2 separate regions of the Pan troglodytes genome follow, and region 2 is linked to region 1. A link is a contact called in public HiChIP or PLAC-seq data. All regions are on one chromosome and are shown on one strand. Each heading gives the region's core, a stretch centred on a gene start, on an enhancer-like site or on the middle of the called end of the contact. The rest is flanking DNA. Distances are from core to core; before and after follow the strand shown. Region 1 holds the start of TRIM65 (tripartite motif containing 65). Region 2 holds the start of UBALD2 (UBA like domain containing 2).

Evidence for each region. HiChIP or PLAC-seq counts read pairs in DNA pulled down with a chosen protein or histone mark.
Region 2: a contact with region 1 is called in an H3K4me3 HiChIP or PLAC-seq map of stem cell-derived excitatory neurons, with 2.5 times the contacts expected there. The contact joins the promoter of UBALD2 here to the promoter of TRIM65 in region 1. A contact is called at or near these places in 2 of 7 Hi-C or Micro-C datasets (induced pluripotent stem cells and stem cell-derived neural progenitor cells) and 1 of 1 datasets of contacts at active chromatin or transcription factors (stem cell-derived excitatory neurons).

The regions. Positions count from the first base shown.
Region 1 is chr19:88,895,442-88,901,581 of NHGRI_mPanTro3-v2.0_pri, reverse strand. It overlaps TRIM65 (tripartite motif containing 65), which reads left to right and starts at 3,956. Exons shown (of 6, transcript XM_016930911.3): 1 at 3,956-4,465. The coding sequence starts at 4,052. It overlaps MRPL38 (mitochondrial ribosomal protein L38), which reads left to right. Exons shown (of 9, transcript NM_001280504.1): 6 at 1-20; 7 at 1,319-1,477; 8 at 1,692-1,828; 9 at 2,001-2,343. The coding sequence ends at 2,137.
Region 2 is chr19:89,261,351-89,268,413 of NHGRI_mPanTro3-v2.0_pri, reverse strand. UBALD2 (UBA like domain containing 2) reads right to left here and starts at 3,744. Exons shown (of 3, transcript XM_001151089.8): 1 at 3,345-3,744; 2 at 3,001-3,063. The coding sequence starts at 3,464.

The sequences.
Region 1 (6,140 bases), core at 2,707-5,206:
GAGTACCTCCACTGGCTGCTGTGAGTACTGGAGTACCGGGGGTAGGGGGGTGCTGCCCCGGCGGGAAGAGGACCTGGGAGCCTGGACTGAGCTGCTCCTGAGTTTCATGGACTACCCATGGGACCTTGAATTCACCTCCTGCCTCTGCCTCCTGAGGGTGTTAGGGGCCCTGGGATCCCCATGTCTACTTGAAGACAGCTACAGGAGACAAAGTTTGCAGTAGGCCTCGGTCAGTCCCCACAAGCCTCCTCATCTTTTCTTTTTTTTTTTTTTTTGAGACAGGGTCTCACTCTGTCCCCCAAGCTGGAGTACAGTGGTGCAATCATGGCTAATTGCAGCCGCTAACTCCTGGGCTCAGGTGCTCCTCCCACCTCAGTCTCCTGAGTAGCTGGGACTACAGGTGCAAACCACTACACCCAGCTAATTTTTGTATTTTTTTATAGAGACAGGGTTTCACCATGTTGCCCAGGCTGGTCTCCTGAGCTCAAGCGATCTGCCTGCCTCCGCCTCCCAAAGTGCTAGGATTACAAGCGTGAGCCACCATGCCTGGGCCCTTCATCTCTCTAAACTCATTTCACCTGTAAAACTGGGCTAATGGCACCACATGCCTTATTCAACGTGAGGTGGACTGTGACAGTCACGTGGGAGAAGGAGCGGGAGAGGTCTGGCAGCTGTGGCGTCTCCCAGGTGCTCCTTGAACCGCTGGGCGCTCCTTCCCTGGGCCCAGACTGGGCTGCCTTCTATCTTGGTAGCTTCTGGCTCTGAACACCAGGCCAGGGGGCAGAGGTCAGGCCAGTGACCCCAACTTTGAGCCTTCTGGTTAACTGGGGACAGTGACTGGGAGGCTGGTTTCTGTCATTTTTATTCAACTGTAGTTACCAGCCTGTGCGGCAGGACCCTCCGGGGAGTTGTGCCTGAGGTGTTGGCCGCCCCTGTGCCAGGCTGGGCACACACTCCCTGACGAGGTCCTGGAGACTTCAGGACGCAGAGGGAAAAGCAGCCAAAAGTGGCCTGGCTTTCTAACCTCAGTGACTGTGGCAGACCCCCGGCTCCCGGGGCCTGGAAGCGGCTGCATGGCCTTGCTGTCAAGCTGACGCTCTCTGGAGCCCTGTCCCCCACTCGGAGCTCCTCCAGCCCGCTTCCCATATTTGCAGCATGTCCCGGTGTTCACAGAGCTTGGCTGCCTCCTCTGTCCCAGGAGACGCTTAGAGCTGTCCTCCCAGGGAGTCATGTCGGCCTCTAGGGTGTGCATGGAGCTGATGGGACACTCCTGCTGCCTCCCTGGAGTGGTAATTAATGGGGACTTTCCTCCTCCCAGAACCAACATCCCGGGTAACCGGGTGGCTGAAGGACAGGTGACGTGTCCCTACCTCCCCCCCTTCCCTGCCCGAGGCTCCGGCATCCACCGTCTTGCCTTCCTGCTCTTCAAGCAGGACCAGCTGATTGACTTCTCCGAGGACGCACGCCCCTCACCCTGGTAATCTACACCACCCACACATAACCCGGCCTCAGGCCACCTCCCCTGGAACGGTCACTCTTGCTCAGTTCTCTCTTGACCTTGGCCTTGAGACTGGCAGAAGAGCAGGATAGGGTGCTAGCAGACTCCCAGGGGCCTCTCAGGGTTACCTGTTGGGGTGGCGGGGTGAGGGGCTCTGCTGCCCCACTCTCATACGCTCTCTATCTTCTCATAGCTATCAGCTGGCCCAGCGGACCTTCCGCACTTTTGATTTCTACAAGAAACACCAAGAAGCCATGACTCCAGCCGGCTTGTCCTTCTTCCAGTGCCGCTGGGATGACTCCGTCACCTACATCTTCCACCAGCTTCTAGGTAAGGGCCATGGGGCTGGGGCACTGGGTGGGCCTGAGCTCCCAGGCCTCGCCTGCCCTGCCAGGGAGAAGCTTTGTTAGGGGAAGGCTGCGGCAGGTCCCTGGTGGGCAGGCCTCAGCCTGAGGGGGCGCAGGCCAGCAGACCACCCCTGTGCCCCTCACTCTTCTTGCAGACATGCGGGAGCCGGTGTTTGAGTTCGTGCGGCCGCCCCCTTACCACCCCAAGCAGAAGCGCTTCCCCCACCGGCAGCCCCTGCGCTACCTGGACCGGTACAGGGACAGTCATGAGCCCACCTATGGCATCTACTGAGGAGCCAGAGTGTGCGCACTTCAGAGCATGGGATTGATCGGCAGCAAGAGTGAAGACACAGCTCCAGAGGCCCACACCGTGGGGTCTGGGCCCTGCCTTAGGCAGCCCCCCTCTTTGGCCCCCTCCCATCAGGCCCAGGGCTTGGAGTGAAAGTGACTCTCAGGTGGTGGGGTGGGGAATGTGAATAAAGATGATTTCTTGCCGGGCTTGGTGGCTCACACCTGTAATCCCAACACTGGGAGGCTGAGAAGGGAAGATCGCTTGAGCCCAGGAGTTCAAGACCAGCTGGCAGTATAATGAGACCCTACCTGTATTTTTTTAAAAAAGGGATTTCTGCCATAGCTGGCCTGGGTCGGTGCTCCAGGGCCAGAGGACCCCGATGGAGCTTCATGGGTGGGAAACGGGCTGCCTCCCACCCCACTAAGTGCGTCCTCACCTCCGTCTTGTGAGGGTGTCAGGGGCCCTGGGATCCGAAGCAAAAGCAGGCAGTGGGCCAAAAACAGGTGTGGCCCAGGGAAGGGAGACATCCCAATCCAGCAGGTTCCTGAAACCCAGCTCCCCGAAAAAGTGGAGCAGAGCAGCTGGGCTCAGGAAGGAGCATTTATTGAGCACTGGCTCTGTGCCCCAGGGGGGTCCCACCGGCCCCTGGAGAGAGAGTGCCTGCCGGAGCACTGACCCTCTGCACAGGCTCCAGCCCCCACCCCATGCTTGGGAGGAGAAGCCACATTAGGTAGGCAATAGCGTGTCTCAAGAGACCTGCTCAGGGTCAGAAAACCCATGGAGTCTTGCGGCTGGACGGTTAGGTGTTTTGTTTCTCCCTTACCAAAAGCAGAAGTCTGGCTAACTAGTAGGTGGAGGGTAGATCCGTGCACTTTGTCCAGAAAGAAACTTCGCCTATGGCCGCACAGAGGACGCAGTGCTTGCTGCAGCAGTGAGAGCTCGTGCCGCCTCAACATCAGCCCAGCTTGGTTAGAAAGGCCGTACTCTCCTGGGGTTCCCCCTGGCCTGATACACACTGCCGGGGAGGTGGGCGCTAGGCCCCAGACCCGCCTTGCCTGCTCAGCTTCAGGGGAAATGCTGGAGTGCCTCTAAATACTGAGGCTGCAGATCAGCTTGGACCCCAGGCAAGGAACTCTCCCCAGCAGAGGGCAGCAGGAAGAGGGGATGCTGATTGCAGATGAAAGCTGGTTTGTGTATTCATTCAAGGGCCATTTGAAAAATACCAGTTAACTGGTCCCTGTCTCTTGGTGACCAGACATTTCCATCTCGCTGTTTACTTTAAAAGAACCAAAATTACGTGTAGCCCAGAGAAGGGAGACACCCCAGTCTGGCAAGTGTCCGAAACCCAGCTCCAGGAAAAAGTGCAGCAGTGCTCGGGTCTGCAGGGAGCCCGCCCGCCCGTTTCATCGCCAAGCCCCGGGGGATTGTTGGGGGTGGGGGTCTATGCTGTTAGGCGATTGACAGATGAGTCCAGAAGAGGTTCCGCGCGGCCCGTGGTCAGAAGCCCGGAGTCCTGGCGGGGTTTTCGAGCCTCTGGTCTCCAGGACCTGGGCTGAAGGCCCAGGGGGGTGGGATGGACCGGCCAGGCTGGGACCCTAGAGAGCCGAACTCAGCTCTCAGCCGGGGTGGCGTGGACCCTAGACGGAGGGAGGGGCGCAAGGCGGGAACGCGGAACCTTCGAGCGGGCCAGGCCGAGGTGGGCAGGGGTGGCCTAGGCCCCTGCGGCGGTCGCTCGTCGAGGGTGTCAGAGAAGGGCCTGCCGCCCCCCTCCGCCTTCCCGGGCGCGGATCTCGCCCCGCCCCGCCCGCATCTCGCCCCGCCCCGCGTTAGCCACGCCCAGGCGCCCTCAGCGCGCGAGGCCCGCGGTCCCTTTAAGACGCCCGGGGCCCGCCTGGCTCCCGCCGCCGCTGGGCCATGGCCGCGCAGCTACTGGAGGAGAAGCTGACCTGCGCCATCTGCCTGGGGCTCTACCAGGACCCAGTGACGCTGCCCTGCGGCCACAACTTCTGCGGGGCCTGCATCCGGGACTGGTGGGACCGCTGCGGAAAGGCGTGCCCCGAGTGCCGGGAGCCCTTTCCCGACGGCGCCGAGCTGCGCCGCAACGTGGCCCTCAGCGGCGTGCTGGAGGTGGTGCGCGCCGGGCCCGCCCGGGATCCCGGCCCCGATCCCGACCCCGGCCCCGACCCTGCCGCGCGCTGCCCCCGCCACGGGCAGCCGCTGGAGCTCTTCTGCCGGACCGAGGGCCGCTGTGTGTGCAGCGTGTGCACCGTGCGCGAGTGTCGCCTCCACGAGCGGGCGCTGCTGGATGCCGAGCGCCTCCAGCGCGAGGTGACGCATCCGCCGGGAGCGGGAGGGGGCCGGACCCGCCGCAGCCTGGCCACCGCCGGGTGACTCCTGCGGGCCGCGCCCTGCTCTCTCAGGCACCCGGCGGGGGCGGGGAGCCTCATCTGTAAGGGGCTTCGCCCAACCTGGGAGCTGATTATAAAAGTCTTGGGTCTGCCAGGCGCAGTGGCTCACGCCTGTAATCCCAGCACTTTGGGAGGCCGAGGCGGGCGGATCACGAGGTCAGGGGATCGAGACCATCCTGGCTAACACGGTGAAACCCTGTCTCTACTAAAAATACAAAAAATTAGCCGGGCGTGGTGGCGGGCGCCTGTAGTCCCATCTACTGGGGAGGCTGAGGCAGGAGAATGGCGTGAACCCGGGAGGCGGAGCTTGCAGTGAGCCGAGATCGTGCCACTGCACTCCAGTCTGGGCGACAGAGCGAGACTCCGTCTCAGAAAATAAACAAACAAAAAATCGTGGGTCTGTGCATCAGACTGGGATATGCAGCCCGGCCAGTGACACAGGGTGGGTCTCAGAAGCTGCTCGGTGCCTTCTGGATGAACAAAGCCTGGGCGTGAGGCAGCAGCTCCCTGCTCCGTGCCCAAGCGCTAGAGAACCGTCGGGTGTCTCCTGCGCTCCGAGAGCCTCCTTTCATTCGCTGTGCGGGGTTGTGGGGGGCGAGGGGGCTATGGGGGCTGTTGGTAAATGGATCAGACGAGCTCCCTGCCCTTAAGAGACTTAGAATCCACTTAAGAAGTCAGTGTTCCAGTAAGGCGTGAATGTATTATTACAAAATGCAGTGAGGAAAGCACATGGCACGTGATAGAGGGGTTGGGGTGACCCTGCTAAACGGGCCAGGAGCAGGAAGGGGAGGCCGCCTTCAGGCTGGCATGTGAGGACTGAGGAAGCGCAAGCCAGGAGAAAGACCTGGGGAAGAGCATTCTAGGCAGAGGAATCAGCCTGGTCCCGTCTCTGGGATGGGAAAGAACTGGGCACGCGGGGTCCCTAGTGGCAGATTTGTGCCACTGAGATCTGTGGGCCAGGCCCTGGAGGTCAGCAGGGGCAGGATCGGGCAGGGTCCTGGGGGAGTCTGGCTCTTACTCTAGGGTCATGGGGGCCATTATAGGCTTGGAAGCAGGTTGGCACATGATCAGATTTGGGCTTCATGGAGACTGATCACCTGGCTGGGGGCTGAAGGGGGCAGGATGTAAGACCCGAATCGGGTAGGAGCCCAGGGCAGGAGTGCAGGGAGGCAAAGAACCAGCTGGGGATCAGGGAAGGGAGACCAAGATGGAGGAGGAGATGAGAAACGCTGAGGGGAAGTGGTACCTTGTGGAGGCGAAAGCAGGCCAGAGGGGACACGGGGGACAGCAGAGAGGGCGGCAAGGGAGACACCTGGGTTTCTGTCTTGAGCACGCGGGTGGCTGGGGTGCTATGTCCTGAGAGGCGTAGGTGGAGGGCAGAGTTTGGCCTTGGACATATAGAGGTCACAGTGGCCAGTGGGACAAACCAGGGGACGGGCCTGTGGCACCTGGGACCCTGGCCCCAGCCCTGGCCCCGGCCCTGCCGCGCGCTGACCCCGCCCCGGGCAGCTGCTGGAGCTCTTCTGCCAGACCAAGGGCTGTTGTGTTTGCAGCTTGTGCACCATGAGTGAGGGTCACCTCCTCAAGTGGGTGCT
Region 2 (7,063 bases), core at 2,495-4,994, 370 kb before region 1:
TAAAAAATACAAAAATTAGCTGGGTGTGGTGATGGGCGTCTGTAATCCCAGCTACTTGGGAGGTTGAGGCAGGAGAATCACTTGAACCCGGGAGGTGGAGGTTGTAGTGAGCTGAGATCGTGTCACTGCACTCCAGCCTGGGTGGCAGAGCAAAACTCCGTCTCAAAAAAAAAAAAAAACCAGAGGGAGCTTTCACAGCTAGAAACCGGAGGTTGTGTAGGGGGTGTGTAACATACATGGAAGGGGGACACTAGCACACCCTGTCCATTGAGCCCCACACCATGTCAGCACCCAGGGCACCAAGGGAGCTCTGACCCTTGCCTTTCTAGGGGTCCTCAGGGGGAGGCCAAAGGACTCAATGCAGAGGCCTGGCCCCACCCAGACCTTTCCCCTCCTCCCTCCACTACTCCCTGCCCCCCCCCCCTCCACCGCCACCCTCTGGGGATGACTTCTCGGCAGCAGGAAACAATGAATGAAGGGTGGGGGTGGAGGCCAATTGCATCACAGCATCGTGACCGACTTCCCCAGTTCCCCGCCAGCCAGCGAGGCCTGTCTCCTCAAACAGCCGCCAGAGAACAGCAGGGATGATGGCTGGCAGGCCTGTGGTGGCCTGCCTGTGTGAGCTTGGGCAAGTTCCTGAACCTCTCTGGAGCTTCTCTCTGCTTTTGTAAAATGAGGGTTTTGAACCAGATATGCCCCCTCGGCCAGTTCTCAAGAAAACCCATTGTCCCCTGTACCCTTGTCCTCCCACTTCAAGTCTGTAGTGCCTTTCTCCACTTCCAACTGGGAAGCCCTCCTTATCAACTGGGAAGCTTCCAACTATGGGAATCTACAGTAATGTACAGGACAACCATTTATCAGTTACTCATGACTTCTGGTTTTGCCATTTTGCCGTTACTGGTCTCTAGTGTTTCGTTTTTTGATCTTTTTCCTTTGACTTACTTTGTCTAAAATAAATTGCCAGGCCGGGTGCAGTGGCTCACGCCTGTAATCCCTGAACTTTGGGAGGCCGAGGCAGGCGGACCACCTGAGGTTGGGAGCTCGAGACCAGCCTGATCAACATGGAGAAACCCCGTCTCTACTAAAAATACAAAATTAGCCAGGTGTGGGATTACAGGTGGCACGTGCCTGTAATCCCATGAGGCAGGAGAATCGTTTGAACCCAGGAGGTGAAGGTTGCAGTGAGCCAAGATCACACCATTGCACTCCGCCTAGGCAATAAGAGTGAAACTCTGTCTCAAAAAAAAAAAAAGAGAAAAGAAATTGCCAGCTGGGTGCAGTGGCTCACACCTATAATCCCAGCACTTCGGGAGGCTGAGGCGGGAGGATAGCTTGAGGCCAGGAGTTCAAGACCAGCCTGGGCCACACAGAGACTCCCCCTGCCCTGGCCTTTCTCAAAAATAAAATTAGAAAAAAAAAAGAAACCACGAACTTTTTGAGAGCAGGGATGGTGTCCTCCACTGTGCTGCTAAGGCACTCAGACTTGGGCACTGATGTGTGTTGCTTGGGCACTGATGTGTGCTGCTAAGGCACTCAGACTTGGGCACTGATGTGTGTGACACTGGTTATGTGTGTTACAAAACCTGCTGCCTTCCTTGAGGGAAGCTTCAAAAGAGACTTAGCATCTCCTTGGGATTTGCAGAGGAGGGGCAATAGGAACTAAACAGGATGCCAGACCAGCTCTTCCTGGGGAGCCTCCCTGTTCTCAGCCCCTCAGAATGGCTGTAGTATCTGGAAGTTCTGAGCTTTTTGGGATGGCCACAGCTGGTGGGAGGAAATCTCAAGGATCCTCTGACAGGAGATGGCAGGAAGCTTCGAGACTCAAGCATAGGCAGGCACTGGCCATTTCTCCTGGTCAAGTGCAGGGGACGGTGTCTCCTGGAGATGAAACCCTCTTGGGTTTCTAAGAGCCCTGTGGCCAGCACCATGCTCCCATCATACTCAAATGCCATTTTGGCTTGATTTATATACAGCATCAGCCATTCTGAGAAAAACTAGCTAAAAAGGTCAAGACAGACCCCTCTACTTGTCCTCTGTGACTAGATGAAAACAGAGAGCCAAAGGCAAGGGCTCCAAGTGTTAAAAATCCCAAAAATGCACCTAGAGTCCACAACAGCTCTCCTGGGGAACAATGTTTTAAGATCCCTATCGCTGAGCCCTGCCCCTCCTCCCCCAGCAGGGCTAATAGGTAACTAGGGGGGTAGGGTACAGCAGGGATGTCCTGGGCCTCAAGAAAGCAGAGTACCCCATGGCCAGGAGGGCAAAAGCTTGGGCCTGGGCCAGAATGAAAAAGAAAGCAAATCCAGACCCCGGACCACTTCTCTGTGTGCTGGCTGGTGGAGCTCAACACAGAGATTAAAGACACATTCCTGGCCTTATCTTGGGTCAAAATCTGTGTGTCCTCCTGGCTTGGGGGATGTATGTCCTTCCAACTTCCCAGTCCCCTTGGGCTTCGGAAGGTTGAACAGATCTTGGTGGGTAGAGCCCGGCTTCCTGAGCCAGGGTGGATTCATGCCTTTCCTGTTCTCTGTAGCGCTGGGTGTGTGTGTGTGTGTGGAGGGGGAGGGGGGAACCACTCAACAGCACGAGGGGGTCCCCATAAACACAAGCACCCCCAGCGCCCTCCCTGGGCCCTTCGCGCGGGCTTCCCAGTGCCTCAGACGTCCGGGCATCACCCGAGCCCCCTCCCCATCCCCTGGCTCTGGGGTCCCCCAGCTCCTGAGCCCCTCGCCAGGCCCCCGGCCCTCTCCCCCTCCCCCCAACTTTGGCGCCGCTTCCCCTCAGGGACCAGTGCCGGGCACCAGTCCCGAGGCCAAGCAGCAGCAGCCCGGGAGGCGGGCCTCAAAGTTGGAGGCGCCAGCGCCGGCCCGGGAGCCGCTCTTTCCTGGAAGACATTTTGGCTCTTTGTTTACATTCGCGGCGCGGCGCTCCCCGGCAACATGGCTGTCACCGCCGCGCTGACAGCGGCCCCGGCCCGCGCCCCTGCCCGCCGCCGCTTACCATCTGGTGGTGGTGGTGGCTGTTGGGAATGTTGGTTTCTTGGAAGAACGTGCTCAGCGCGGTCTGCGGACAAACAGGGCAGTGACACGGCGGGCCAGGCGGAGTCAGGAAACGCAGCGGCCGGGCCCCCCACCGGCTCTCCCCGCCTCCGCGCCCGGCCCGCGGCCCCCGACCCTCGGCTGCCCCACGTGCAGGGGGGAGCCGGTCCCGGCCCCGGTCCCGCGTAAGACCCGCTCGCGGGCGCCGATCGCCTTCTGGGCCGACAACAGGAGCGCTCCCCGCCCCCGCCGCCGCCCGGCGTCCCAGACCCCCGCGACCCGGCCCCGCGGCGGCCAGGCTCGCACCTCGAACTGCCAGTGGGCCGCCTGCAGCAGCTGCTTCGCCTGGTCGGCCGCGCAGCCCGCGGCCAGCACGAACTGGTTGATCATGACTTGGTGCCGCAGCTCGTCCATGTTCACCGACATGGCGCGGCGCGGTGCCCGGCGTCTCCGGCCGGACGCAGACGCGGGGCTGCGCGGGCGCGGGAGGCCGGCCGCCCGGGGCTCCGGGGCTCGCGCTCACCGCTGCTGCCGCCGCTCCGCCGCCGCCCGCCCGGCGAATGTTGTGGTTCGACTCCCGCGGCCCGGCCGACACCACAAACAACAGCGCGGGGCGGGGCTGGGCCGGCCCAACGTTCGGGGACCGCCGCTGATTGGCCGGGGCGCCGCTCCGCCAGCGCCCGGCTCCCGTAAGGACGTTCGATTCGAATCCTGCGGCCTGTGGGGCCCTCACTGCTTCTCTTTTCGCCCGGCCGCGCCCATTGGCGGAGCTCGGCGCCGTGGGGCTCCCCAGCATTGGCCGGCCGCTGTGTTTTGGCTCATCCGGCCTCGTGGTTGGTCACGGCCGGGCGTTCGGGGCGGGGCCGCGCACTCTGATTGGCCTCCGGTGGTCCTGTTTGAACTCAACTTGAAAACCCGGAGTGCCTGCTGATTGGCCGAGGGCCCTCTGTTTGCTGTTGTAGGCTTGGGGGTGGTGCGGCCAAGTTCATTCATTACTTCATTGAAACAGAACATGCTCAGCTGGAAAAGCAAGACAGAGTGGCTTTGACTCATTTCCTCTGAAAGATGTGGTCATCTCGAGAAACAGAATGATCAAAATAGAAAACAGAGCCTTTGCAGCTGCTCAAGTCTCAAAAGCATGTAATTTTTAAAAATAACTTTCAAGCAGTCCAATTAAAAAAAATCTTGTATTGAAATATAACGTACATTAGGAAAGTGCGATGTCGCAGGTACAGCTCCCAGACTTTTCACCAAGTGAACACCCAGATCAATTAACAGAACGTTACTTGCACCCTAGGAACCCGCGTCCTGCCCTCTTCTAATCACTACCCACCGCAAGGATCGAGCAGTATTTTCTCAGTTTTTAGACCAAAGACTTTGCTCTCTGAAGATGGAAGCCAAGACTTACGTACAATAAATACGATATGCAAGGAAATATGCAAGGAAAAAAGTGAGACTTTCTCAGTAGCCAAAATGCCAAGTCAAGAATTTTTTCTTGTTAAATCGGTTGACCTAACTGAAGCTTTAATTTTCTTTTTTTTTTCTCTTGCTTGTCACGAAAGCTAAGATGAAGCTTTAATTTCTACCATCTTTTAAAAAAACAACGGGTGGCAGTAGGGGTGGAGTCTGGGGTTGGGATGGCTTACACCTATAATCCCAGCACTTTGGGAGGCCGAGACAGGAGGATAATTGAGGCCAGGAGTTCAACACCAGCTTGGGCAACATAGCACAGACTCCATCTCTACCAAATAAAAACAAACAATAACAAACAGTGAGTGTTTCTACAGAGATACTGTTTCTCAGTGGTAGCCCTTTAAAGTCCAAAATTTGGTGGTGGTGGTTGTTAGATAGGGCTAGAGTGACATGATCATGGCTCACTGTAACTTCGAGCAATCCTCTTGCCTCAGCCTCTCGAGTAGCTGGGACTACAGGCACACACCACCATGCCTGACTAATTTTTGAATTTTTAGTAGAGATGAGATATCACTATTGTTGCCCAGGCTGGTCTTGAACTCCTGGACTAAAGTGATCCTCCTGCCTCAGCCTCCCAAAGCACAGGGATTACGGGTGTGAGCCACCATGCCTGGCCCCAGATTTGTTTGTATGTGCTGAGCTTCCATCTTCTGGATTAGGGTTTGATCTTCAGGGCTGTGTTTGAGAATTGTTGGGGTAGGAAAAGAACTAGGAGTTTAAGCAGATTGGGGAAGGGGCAGAAGAGATTGGGAAGATAAATATTGTTAGGGATTCACTGTTAGAATTTCTGTTTCCGGAGAACTTTGTGAGTTTTTATCTGAACTACTAATTACAAAGTGTATTTTAACCAGTTAAAGGTCTGCAGAACAGAAGGAGGCTTATAATAAGAAAGCACGTCGTGGTTCTATCTTGACTTTGCCTAAATTGGATTTAACTCCCTATCTAAGAAAACTTGACAGTATGTATTTTTAAAGTTTACAAACAAGAAGAAGATTACAATTAAGGTTAATGTTTCTGTACTGATGAAAAACAAATTCAGGTACTATCATGAGCTCATTCCATTTGGTTCGTTTTTTGTTTATTTGTTTGTTTTGAAGGAGTAGGAGTCAGCTTTTTCCTGGGAATGGCCCTGAAGTACACGTGGGCTGGGACCTGGCGTGTGGCTGGAGACTCCAGTACAGCTTGCAGCCTTCCCGTCCAGTAATTGCAAGTTGAAAACAAAAGTGAGCAGCCAGCAGCATACATTGCCAGGGAGCTCAGGCCGCAAGCAGCCCAGAAGAAGGAAGTACTGTCACTGTGGGGCTCCAGGTTTTCACAAGTACATGCGGGTGTCAAACATGCCAGGGCCGTGAGTAGGAGGGTCTACCCTGGGGAGAGACATTTCTGGCTGTAGTGGAATGTCCCCTATGAGCCTGTAGGTCTTAATTCAGAAGTAAGTTCCCAAGGAAAGCAAGAGTCCAAAGTTGCCAAACCTGTTATTTCCTGGAAATCAAGGCAGTTTATCCAGTTTATGTAATGTTTAACAATTGCAGGGCCCAGCTGTGGGCACCTGGGCAGGGCATGGAGGGCAAGGCCCCCAAGCCAGAGAGACTCAGGTTCTAGTTATCTTCTGTGGGCCTAAGGTCACTCAGGAAGAAGGAAGGAGAGCAACAGAGCCCGTGATTTGTGGTCCTGACACATGGAAGTGCTTAATCCATATTTTGGCTTCTGAGAATCCGGTTGGAGATGAGTAGCTGGGAAACCTAGGACTGTCCCACTCCTGGGAGAATGAATGAGGTCATGTTTGTAGAGGGCTTTGAGCTGATGGGAGGAAAGCAACTTCCTAAATGCAAGGTATTATTAACTGAAGGTACTATTATTTTAATCTGAGAGGACAATGTATGGTAGGTAAAATAGAGCAACTTTGGGAGGCCAAGGCGGGTGGATCACGAGGTCATGAGATCGAGACCATCCTGGCTAACATGGTGAAACCCTGTCTCTGCTAAAAACACAAAAAATTAGCCAGGCATGGTGGCAGGCGCCTGCAGTCCCAGCTACTCGGGAGGCTGAGGCAGGAGAACGGCATGAACCTGGGAGGCAGAACTTGCAGTGAGCCGATTTTGTGCCACTGCACTCCAGCCTGGGTGACACAGCGAGACTCCATCTCAAAAAAAAAAAAAAAAAAAAAAAGGCTTGAATCACAAATAAAACATGGTATCCTCAGAAAGAAAATCCTTGTTACATCAATGGTCTGGGCTCCAGGACAAGCGGTGAGGCAGCAACCAAGAAGAGAAACAATCTTAGCAGTATTTCCTCCGTTCCCGGATGACAAGGTTGTTGTGAATGCAAGTCATTGAATGAGTCCTGAAACAGGCACACAATAGCCGGACCATAACAAGCAGCTGCCAGTTACCAAGCACTTCCTGTGAGCCAGGCAGCTCTCTAAGACTTGAATGTCTATTAACTCATTTCAATCCTCCCCCAAATCCAGAATCTCATTTCACAGATGGGGCCGCTGAGGGACAGTGGAGGGGAAGAGTGTCCAGCGGTGGAGTGAGGCAGTGGTTAGCTCA